Linked DNA regions of Mus musculus: regions 2 and 3 are each linked to region 1. The links are chromatin contacts, called in public Hi-C and HiChIP or PLAC-seq maps. All regions are on one chromosome and are shown on one strand. The core of a region is the stretch at or near the end of the contact, and the rest is flanking DNA. Distances in the headings are between cores, read along the strand shown.

Region 1 (3,214 bases), core at 476-2,975:
GTTCATAAACTTTAAAAGCATTAATATTGGCATTAACGTGGCTTTGTGCTTCCTTCTCACCTGCCATGACGCCATGGGATGCTTTTCTTTGTTATAGCGTGCGTTACTAAGATCCTAAGGTGGTGTTCTTTGGAATGTCAGTGGTCCAACCCATTACCCTTCATCCAAGTGGGGCTAAAGCAGATGTTTTTCTGGGGTGTTTTGCACTTCTTCTGCTACCTTGCCTCTGCTGTGCCTGTGATTGGACCATCCTTACACTGTGATTACCTGGTGTGTGTGTGTGTGTATGTGTGGTATGTGTAGGTGTGTAACTGGCTTCAGCATGGCAGGGCTTTGTGGTCCCCACTCTGCAGTGGCTGTGTCCTGGTGAGAGCTTTTCTTAGCAGATTCTGGCAGACCAGCTTTTTCAAACCATATCAGTTCATTCTGACTATGGAGTATAAGGCTACCCCACCAGATCTGGCAGATAAGGCTAGCCCACCAGGCTTTTGCACAAGGTAACTAGTTAACCTTTGGTCAGAGTTGAGACATGGATAAAGGAGAACCAGGTGCCCTATTTGATATAAGGAAATGGAAACAGAAAGACTGGGTCTCTCTCTTCCTTATAGCTCAAGATTTGCAGGAGCTGATTAGAATCCTGGCGCCAGTGACCTTGAACATTCTTCTGCTTGTCCTCAGGACAGAAAACATCTCCCAGGGAGGACCAGAAAACCACATTTCCAGATGAAGAATAAACCCACAGATTGTGAATAGGCCAGACACAAAGATGGCACAAACGAGTGTGTTACCAAGCTGCTCTCTGCCTCAGTTTCCCTATCCCATTGGCGATACACACAACCAGTGCATGGTGAGAGAGCTGGTGTGCTCAACAGAGCTGAGTCATGAGGCCACTTAAGATCACACTGCTAGAGAGAGGACACCATAAAATGTGGCCCATAACAATTGTGCTCTTATTCACGGTCTCGTGTATTCCGACCTACTAGAAGGAGAGCACCTTTGGTCCCGTTTGCCACCATGCATTCTTGGGAGCTGGGAGACACTTTGATTCTGCAGTAAGTGCCCCACTTAGGAGATCTTCCACCTCATCTGCGATCAGCACACTTGGCCTCCTCCTTGTTACTGGGTTGAGGTCTTAACCTTTGCCATCTATCTCTTCCTCAATTGAGAGAATCCTGTAGATAGATGGGTTGAGTAAATATGACTAAGAAAGTCAATAGCCACCTGGGCAGGCTTGAGTCACGTCTTCCTAGTTAGCTATTTGTGGACAGCTCAAAGCTGGCCACACAAGCTTGCCGCATGGTGGCTGTTAGCACCGACAATAGTGACAGTAATAGGGTGTGACACGGCATAACTGCCTGCAGATAAGAGGGGCTTCCTGTAACTGCTGAGTCACCACCTTGGCTACTGAATACTTGCACACACACTTCTTAAATCGTTCTTTGTCAGAACCCCTCTATCCTTCCCCGTTTCCTTCCTCTCCAGAGGCTCTCGAAACTTCTTCTAGTCCACTGTCTGGAGATCCGCAAGATGGCACACTTGGTCTGATGCTTCAGTCTCTGTTGTTACTCTTGGTTGGCTTGCCCTTTGCCTAGCATTGGGCCTGTTTTGATTTCACTTTTTGATGTGTGTTTTCAGAAAGGGCCAAAGTAGGGACTACACTCACCAGCCTCTCGATCTACAGATGTAAAGGAGAAAGACACTTTGGCTCAGTATGCAAAGCTAGCCGTGGAGACAGGGAGTTGACCAGTGCAGAGAGAGGAAATGAAACTTTTCTTAGGTTTATTAGACCACATCCTATAAGTCTGTGGCTTCTTATGTGTCTGATTTCTAAAGAGCGTGGCAGCACAGCCAGCCTTATTTTTGCTTGTTCGTCATTTAAAACGAATATAGATATTACTTAATTTCCCTAGTTCTTTATATTTCAGCCATATATGAAAAATGAATGTTTATTCACAGTATATATTAGAAGGGAAGACGCGCTTGTGTGTGTGTGTGTGTGTGTGTGTGTGTGTGTGTGTATGTTAATTTATATAAATCCCTGTGTTATAACTCCAGGTTATCAAGCATTTAGCTAAAAAATAATAGTGATAAAATTAAATGAAAATGTAGCTCAGCCCTAATTAGAAGCAGCCTGAGCAACAACGTCGAATGCACCCCCAAAGGCAAAGCTTGTATTTGGATGAACTTGTATGAACTTCCAGAGCTCCGAAGCTGTGCCTCTAGAGTCATAGGTGGGCTCATGTTGTTGCAGCTCTTAGTTGTAAAATGGTTTTCTGTGCATGCAAGGGGAGGACTTCTAATGGCTCCTAGATGCCCATTCTAGAGGCGGAGGTCATTTACCATTGCGCCAAGCAAACAAGGTTCTCTATATCCCACTGCAATAGGACGCTTGGCAGATGTGTGTGTTAGAAGTACTGGAGATTCTGGAATATTCTATGATGTGCCCGCTCCTCCAAATGTATGAGCTGTGGTTTTCTTGTACAACTCAGAATCCTTCTATTCAAAAATTAAACATCAACACCCTCCCCCGCCCCGCCCCCCTGCATCCATATAGTCCCTTCACCGTATTCTTCTAGGCTAAATGAGTACATGGCTCTCAAGTCCCACCTGGGGACTTCTCATGCCTCAGCAAGGTGACGTTCTGATGAAACTCCACTCCACTCACCTGATACTCAGTGGCCACTGACCACACCCTCTGCTCCATGTTATCTGTCATCCCTTAGACTGAAAAACTTATATCACCGTCAACATTATTGCTGCCTCTGAAACTAGTCTCCGACCCTGTGAGCTGGTCTATGAGATAGGAAGGGCTGCTGTGTGGGATGCTCATGCCAAGAATTCATCTGTGGCAGCTGGCTGGTTCTTCTGCCTCGTGTGAAGCCTTGGAGGTCCAGCTGACCCTACCCCACAGGACAGCCTGGCTCGAACTCAATGCCTGCTTCCGTTTTCCCCTTCTATGCTAGCCACACATTTTTCTCCCCATTCCTGACACAGATCATTAATAGATAAGACTCAAGCCCTTCTGTAGGTGACAGCTTGCTTCCTCTTTTATAATTCTGTGCAGTGACAGATTGATTTTTCATGGGCTAGACTGCATCAAGAGAGAGTGCAGATCATCCTTAAAATCCTCTGTTCCTTGTAGGGCCTCCCTCAAATAAAAAACAGTACCTGGGTGGGAAATGGCTTTACAAGGCTCTAACATCATTTACCAATC
Region 2 (3,214 bases), core at 378-2,877, 210 kb before region 1:
TGGATAAAACAGACTCTCTCCAATGAGGCAACATCTTCATTCGTCTCTGACTCTACCACACACGTGACAAATGACAAACCTTTGAGTGTGGCTTTGCCTGGACTTGGAAAGCCCTTCCTAGTTTGCTCTTTGATCTGGGTCCCATGCAGCAGGGCCACATTGAGTACTCAGAATGCAGGTTCTGACTGGGAGTGGGGGGCAGGCACTCCTGGGGTGGTGAGGGTCAAGAGTGCACAGCAATTACAGGTGCATCAGGTAACATGTACCCAAGAGACAGAAGGTACCCAGGGACTGAAAACTGAGGGTCCCCAATGCAGGAATTGTTTCTTCAAGTAATCAAAGGGCTAAAAAAAAGCAGAGACAGCCTAATGACAGGACCCTAGGACAGAGGGACAGAAGAAAATGACAGTCTCCAGGGAGACACAGAGACCCTGGCTAACCTGCACCTCCAAGGCCCTATCCAGAAAAGCAGGAGCCACAGAGGAAAGACTGCTGTCAATGTCACTGGCTAAGGAAGCCTGAGTGAGAAGCCATGCCCTTCACCCCCTTCTCTACCATGCCTGCTCCCTGAGTGCCATGTAATGACCCAAGCCTTCTGCAAGCCATTCCAGAAGTAAGAAACAGGGAGGGTTTCAGAACTAACACAGTGTCATAGACAACACAAAGGAGAGGGGGGCCCTGACAACCTCTGAGGACCTTTCCAAGCCCAAGGCAGGCACTTGAGGGGAACCTCTTCACCCTACAGAACCCACATAATGGCGGCCATAGAACTCACACCGCTCTTCTGATGCGCAGTGAGACTAGCATGGACTCTTTCCATGGGCTGTCTGATGCCCAAACAACTCCTAATTTTCAGTTGGGAGAGATCTGTGTTTTATGGCTTACAGAGTCTCTTTGTCTTATGAGACAACGAAATTCATATTAGCTATACCTCATCTTTCTCTTTTGTCTCAGCAGCCTTGGAGCTCTAACTTAGCTTCCCAAGCATGGGTCACTGGCTGGACATCCCCTTCTATGTGGCTCTACTTCTACAACTCTCAGCTTAGCCTTTCATTGATTAAATGTTTTGTTATCTCTGATACATTTGAATCACAAAGTCAGTCTCTCTCTCTCTCTCTCTCTCTCTCTCTCTCTCTCTCTCATGGCAGCTCAGCAGTGACTTCCAGAGAGTGATCCAATCCTTTAATCCCAGCACTCTGGAGCCAGTGGCAGGAAGATCTCTGTGAGTTTGAGGCTAGCCTGGTCTACAGAGTGAGCTCCAACCACTCAGGGGTATACAATGAGATTCTTTCTCACAAAATTAAAAAAAAATATTAAAATAAACATATAAATAAACTTCAGCACCGTGGGGTGGGGGTGCGGGGGGGGGGGGTTGGCTCCAGAACCCTGTGTGTTGTGTAAGCAGTCTCCCACTGAACTTTAGCCCCGTTGGCAGCTTTTGAAGATATCTCATGGTTCCTCCATCTTTAATTCTTCTTTATATTTGAACTCTGACCTCTTCCCCCACAAACCTTCCGAGAGAGCTGTCATTTTCCCACGTTGAGAAAACCACAGAGCTGCCGCGCTTCTCCGTGGTGCTGGCTCGCTCTGTTTTGCCCCTCAGTTGCTTTCACTTCCCTTTCTTTACCCTGGACAGAGTGATCTCCTCTCGGACAGGGCAGTAACCCTTCCCGGGCGATGCCAGCATCACGGGGTAACAAAGAGGAAGCCACAGGTCCGGACAGAGAAGTCAAGGCCCCTGGAGGTGAAGGGTGCTTTGTGGACATTGCCAGCTACCACACAGACTGCTAGGTCACTTGTCAGAATCCAGTTGTGCCCTCAAGCTTCCAACTGGTTTGACCAATGGACATCTACTCCGCTTACAGGCCTACCAGCACAGACTTCTCCTTGGAATGACTTCTCCCCCAAAGCACCAAGCTTATCACAGGCAGGGTCTGGCCAGACAAACCAGGTTGAGCCAGGAACTTTCTCTTGCCAAGAGGGTAATTTAAAAAGAAAAGTCTCATGTAGCCCATCTGGACTCGAACGCACTATGTATCCAAGAATGACGTTTAATTTATCAACCTTCTGATTTTATATACTGCTAGGGGTCAAACCCCAGAACTTGGTGCCTGCTAGGCAGGTATTCTATTAACTTAGATGCATCCCTAACCTGGAGAGTAACAAGTTAAACTCATCCACATGGCCAGGAGATCCCCACACTTGCCTGCTAACTCCAAGCCCCACACTGATCTCAGCCGTGTCCTTGCACGGGACTTGATTGGTTGTCGTGGGTCTTTAACAGTAGGTTTCTATTCCACCCGAACAGAATGCAGACTCCCACGGCAGGCACTGCTCCATGACTTTTGTGAGCCCCAGGTCCTGCACCGGAATCATGGAGAAACTGGGACAAAGCACATGGGTGGAGTGGTGTTAGGCTTAGCTCACTCCTTTCCCCTTGTCCTGATGAGCAAGTGACCTGAAGAAGTGATGGAACGTGACCATGTCCCACAGGTGGTGAACATCCTGAGACCTTACCTTCCGCAGATTTTCTCTCTCTGTGAAAACACAACCAAGTCTGATTGAGGATATATGCAAAAAACGTCTCCCCACGACCCCATGTCTGTGTTTCCCCTGGCAACCACTGATAACCCTCAACTCCCAGCCAGAAAGTCACAGCAGATGTCCCCAACTCCAGGCCTCCTCCTTCTCCACCCTGAGCAACACCAGCCTAGAGCTGCCAAGGCTGAACCTGATGGCTATTCCTCTGGTAGCATCACACCAGAATCACCCTGAGCCATGACTTCAAATAGCATCGTTCCCACCATGCTCCAAGCTGACATCCTGACAGAAACTAAGCAGTGACATGTTCAAGTCCTTGGTGGACTTCATGAGAACCCACAGGGGCTCATCCAAAGGTCTGGTAGCCACAGTGTCTTCCTGTCACATTAACTACTGGAGGTACCATTGATATTTATTGATACCCGTCAAGTAGGAACTAAGTTCACCCTAGATACTTGCAATTTGAGAGCAGTTAAACTTGAAAGGCTTTAGCACATGAAGAGCCTCATGACCTGAGTTCAGAGAACCCATATGTTGGAAGAAGAGAAAGAAATGCAGTTTGCCCTCTGACAGAGAGACAGACACAGAGAGATAGACGCAGAGAGTTAGAAACAGAGACAGAGATTGGGGCAGAATGAGAAAGAAAGAGAAGAAGAGAAGAGAAGAGAAGAGA
Region 3 (3,214 bases), core at 208-2,707, 180 kb before region 1:
AGCCGCCTTGGAAATCAACATGGCGGTTCCTCAGAAACTGGGAATCAATCTACCTCAAGACCCAGCTGTACCACTTCCAGGCACCCAAGGGAAGCACAGTCCTACCACAAGGACACTTGCTCAACTGATTGTAGTGGCTTTATTCATAGTAGCCAGGATACTGGAAATAATAATTCTTTTTTTTTTAAGGATGCCACTCAATTTCTCAGTTTCTCTTATACTTGGGAAATACACCCTCTACCCCACCCCACCCCCATTTCCCTTCTTTCCTCTCCTTTCTTTCCTCTGTCCTTCTGCTTTTCCAAGTCTTCATCTCTACCTATTCCACTCATGTATGGCTCCTTCTTTCTTCTCTGAGTGCCCGACCAGGTGCTTTCCTCGAGCAGTTTTGTGCTCGGTAGGACGCTCTTCTTATAATTGTTTCAACCCCAAATGCTACTCTTCATCTCCCACTCAAGATGTGTTACTTCGAAGAGGACACATTGTCTTTTCCTCATGACACAGTTCTTTCACTCTGTGTCCTTTCTTGTCTAGCACAGTGTAATGACATCCAGACATTGTCCGGGACAGGCCAGCATCTACTTTTCCTTCTGGCAGAGGATTTGATTTTCCTTCATACAGACACATCGTGTGCTCTCTCCCACCATCCTTTTAAGTTCAGACTCACCCTTCGGAAAGGTCAGCTCCTGGCTCAGAAGAGTGTGGCCCATAGCATCAATCCCTTCTGCTCCCCTGCCAGATGTTCGCTTCTAGACCCATCGGGGCTGACACAGGAAATAACCTTCCCATGAACAGGGTCGTGCCAGAGGACAGCTGAGGGAGAGATGGCAAGAGCAGGAATGATGGGTGCATCTGATCTCCTGGCTTCCTCAGCATCTGAAGCAAAACTCTGCCGGGGCATCTCCCACAGCCTCTCCCTCCATTTTCCACACAAAGCTCTCTGGGTTGATCTTAATGTTATTTCAGGAACACTGTAGTATTCTGCAATACGTATAACAAGTCCTTCATAAATATGTATTGCTAAGATGAGAGTAAAACGTTCAATCAGCCAGCTCTAAAAAGGTAAAGCTTTCTTTTATGATGAAACCCACACAAACCGTGGTGGTTTCCCACTTGTTTCCCAGTGACAGAAGGTCAGCGAGGGGCAGCCAAAGGGAAGATGATGCATCTCTATTTTACTGCTCTCCACCACCCCCATCCCACCCTCACCCCCACCCTCCCACTACCCCACCCCTGCTTTCCTGGCGAAGGACTAAGGAGTAAATGCAGGGCCTCCCCCACGCTGTCAGAGCGCTACCCCTGAGATGCACTCTTATCACTTTTAGTTATCTTTTGAGATGAAGTCTCACAAGTTGCCCAGACTGACCTCAAACTCACTTTCTGATTGGCTGACGATAGCTTGGCATCCCCAGGTCTGGGTGAGTTACGGTGGCAGCTGTTGTTACCTCTTCCTCTTTCTCTCCACTTTCATTTTTGTTTTTGAAACAGGGACTTGTTTTATAAGCCAAGCTGACCTTTAACTCCCAATTCTCCTGCCTCAGTTTTCCGAGTACTGGGATTGTGGGTGTACAAGGCTGCACCTAGCCGAATTATGCTTTTTGACTGAGACCGTAGACTCTAAGTTGAGGCTGCATGGATTCAAGTCAGTATCTTGATATTTAAAACCTCTGTGTCCTAGGTAAGGTGTTCAGTCTTTCTAGTCCTCGCCTTCTTCAAAGGGAAAAGTGCTGTCTATCCCCTGGGTTGTCATGAACACTGTGTGAAACACACCTTTCTATAAAAGTCCACTTTCATGGTGCTATCAGTTCTAGAATGCCAACGTCTCCTCCCATCTGAACCCTTTGTCCTTTGGCATCCTAGACAGTGCCATCTTATGCTGCAAGATGCAAAATAACGAGTTAGGAGAGCCTTAGCCTAAACAGAAAGAAGCACTTCTCCATGATAATGATGACCCCAGGGTCCCATCACTGCGCTTGGCCTCTACCAGCGCTATGACAAAGTCATGCCCTCAGACTTTACAGATCTTTGCTGTCTGTGGGCCGGGCAATCGTAGCCCGCACTTCCTGGAGTGAGAGCAGAGGTTTAAACATCAGTTTTGGCCCTTCACGTTTCAACCTCTCTGAGGCTCCCTTTGTTCATACTCGAAGTGGGAGTTAGGTCACCAGCATTGGTAAGGAAATCACGGACATTTTTTAGGAGACCGTTGGTCTGCACAACAAGGCTGTTTACCGAGTCCTGGCAACAGTATGGTCTTCCTGATGCAGAGCAGGGTGAATGGTATGCTTGTGTACTTTGCACTCATGCACCTTAGACTAAGGAGGAAGAGAGTTCCCATTTGGCAAATTCTAACAAAGCATGGTGAGTAATTTGATAGGGAAGAACAAGGAACTTGGGCGCTGGCAGTGGGAGGCTCGTCACAGGCTCGTCACAGGCTCGGTGTTCAGAGGATGAGATGAAGGACCGATAAGAAGTCAAAGGAGAAGAGAAAGAGAAAGAGTTGCGTGCCACCCTGCGCGTCTCTCCCCGTCTTATCAGGTGACTGAGACTGAGGCTCTATGGCTTTGCTCTCATCACAGACTTGGTTGGGGACATAGTAGCCTGTGAGTTTATAGTTGAATAAGTTAAGTTGGCTTAGGATGATGGCTCAAATAGAACCAAGATATGACACCCTTTTTCCCCCAATCCCCAAACCTGACATAAAAAAAAAAAAAGCATTATCCTAGCCTTTTACCAATTTGGGAACCTGGACTGCAGACGAAGCCAATACCTCCTAGAGACTAAGAGAGAAAAATGTTAGGCCCTAAAATTACAAACCATTGATTGGTCTTTTGCCTAAAGAATCAATGGGTCCACACTGCTTTTGAAACCAGTTGAGCTGAGCTCTGTATTGTTTTCAGTGAACCATTTTGAGCAACACACAAGAAGTCATTTTAAGAAATCTGGCTGAAGAGGACCAGAGATAACCATTGTATTTAACAACAGGGAAGCTACCTGAGGCCTAAGCAAAGTCAATATTAGAGGCAGGGGCATGGAAGCAGCAAGAGCCTGCTTCTACACAATAACTAAGTGGGTAGGAGACCCCTTAAGGCATGAATCCTTGACTGGGCTTCATGGGTCCAATTTAATCTCTGTCCTCACAAAGAGCCAGGATTCTCTAAGATTTTAAACACTCATGGTCCTATAAGCCACCAAAACACATCCCTGCCACAAGTCT

Evidence for each region. A called contact is a pair of places that touch in the nucleus more often than the background predicts. HiChIP or PLAC-seq counts read pairs in DNA pulled down with a chosen protein or histone mark.
Region 2: a Hi-C map of bone marrow-derived macrophages shows a contact between it and region 1, with 1.8 times the contacts expected there. The contact joins two enhancer-like sites. A contact is called at or near these places in 6 of 484 Hi-C or Micro-C datasets (the C10 cell line, bone marrow-derived macrophages, microglia and 1 more), 1 of 115 datasets of contacts at active chromatin or transcription factors (pancreatic cancer cells) and 1 of 9 other capture datasets (embryonic stem cells).
Region 3: a contact with region 1 is called in an H3K4me3 HiChIP or PLAC-seq map of bone marrow-derived macrophages, with 4 times the contacts expected there. The contact joins two enhancer-like sites. A contact is called at or near these places in 1 of 484 Hi-C or Micro-C datasets (the AML12 cell line) and 4 of 115 datasets of contacts at active chromatin or transcription factors (acute myeloid leukemia, bone marrow-derived macrophages, extraembryonic endoderm stem cells and 1 more).

Annotation. Positions count from the first base shown.
Region 1 is chr19:55,864,641-55,867,854 of GRCm38.p6, forward strand. The region is part of intron 5 of Tcf7l2 (transcription factor 7 like 2, T cell specific, HMG box); the gene reads left to right. Among named protein-coding and RNA genes, the nearest start is that of Gm52391, 72 kb to the right of the region's middle. Within about 2 kb of position 1,726, at least 104 of the 459 cell types and tissues checked have an H3K27ac peak or open chromatin away from gene starts, as enhancers often do. A contact at or near this core is called in bone marrow-derived macrophages, where this site is marked.
Region 2 is chr19:55,658,719-55,661,932 of GRCm38.p6, forward strand. All of the region lies in intron 2 of 4930552P12Rik (RIKEN cDNA 4930552P12 gene), which reads right to left. Among named protein-coding and RNA genes, the nearest start is that of Gm41871, 41 kb to the right of the region's middle. Within about 2 kb of position 1,628, at least 39 of the 459 cell types and tissues checked have an H3K27ac peak or open chromatin away from gene starts, as enhancers often do. A contact at or near this core is called in bone marrow-derived macrophages, where this site is marked.
Region 3 is chr19:55,687,349-55,690,562 of GRCm38.p6, forward strand. All of the region lies in intron 2 of 4930552P12Rik (RIKEN cDNA 4930552P12 gene), which reads right to left. Among named protein-coding and RNA genes, the nearest start is that of Gm41871, 12 kb to the right of the region's middle. Within about 2 kb of position 1,458, at least 53 of the 459 cell types and tissues checked have an H3K27ac peak or open chromatin away from gene starts, as enhancers often do. A contact at or near this core is called in bone marrow-derived macrophages, where this site is marked.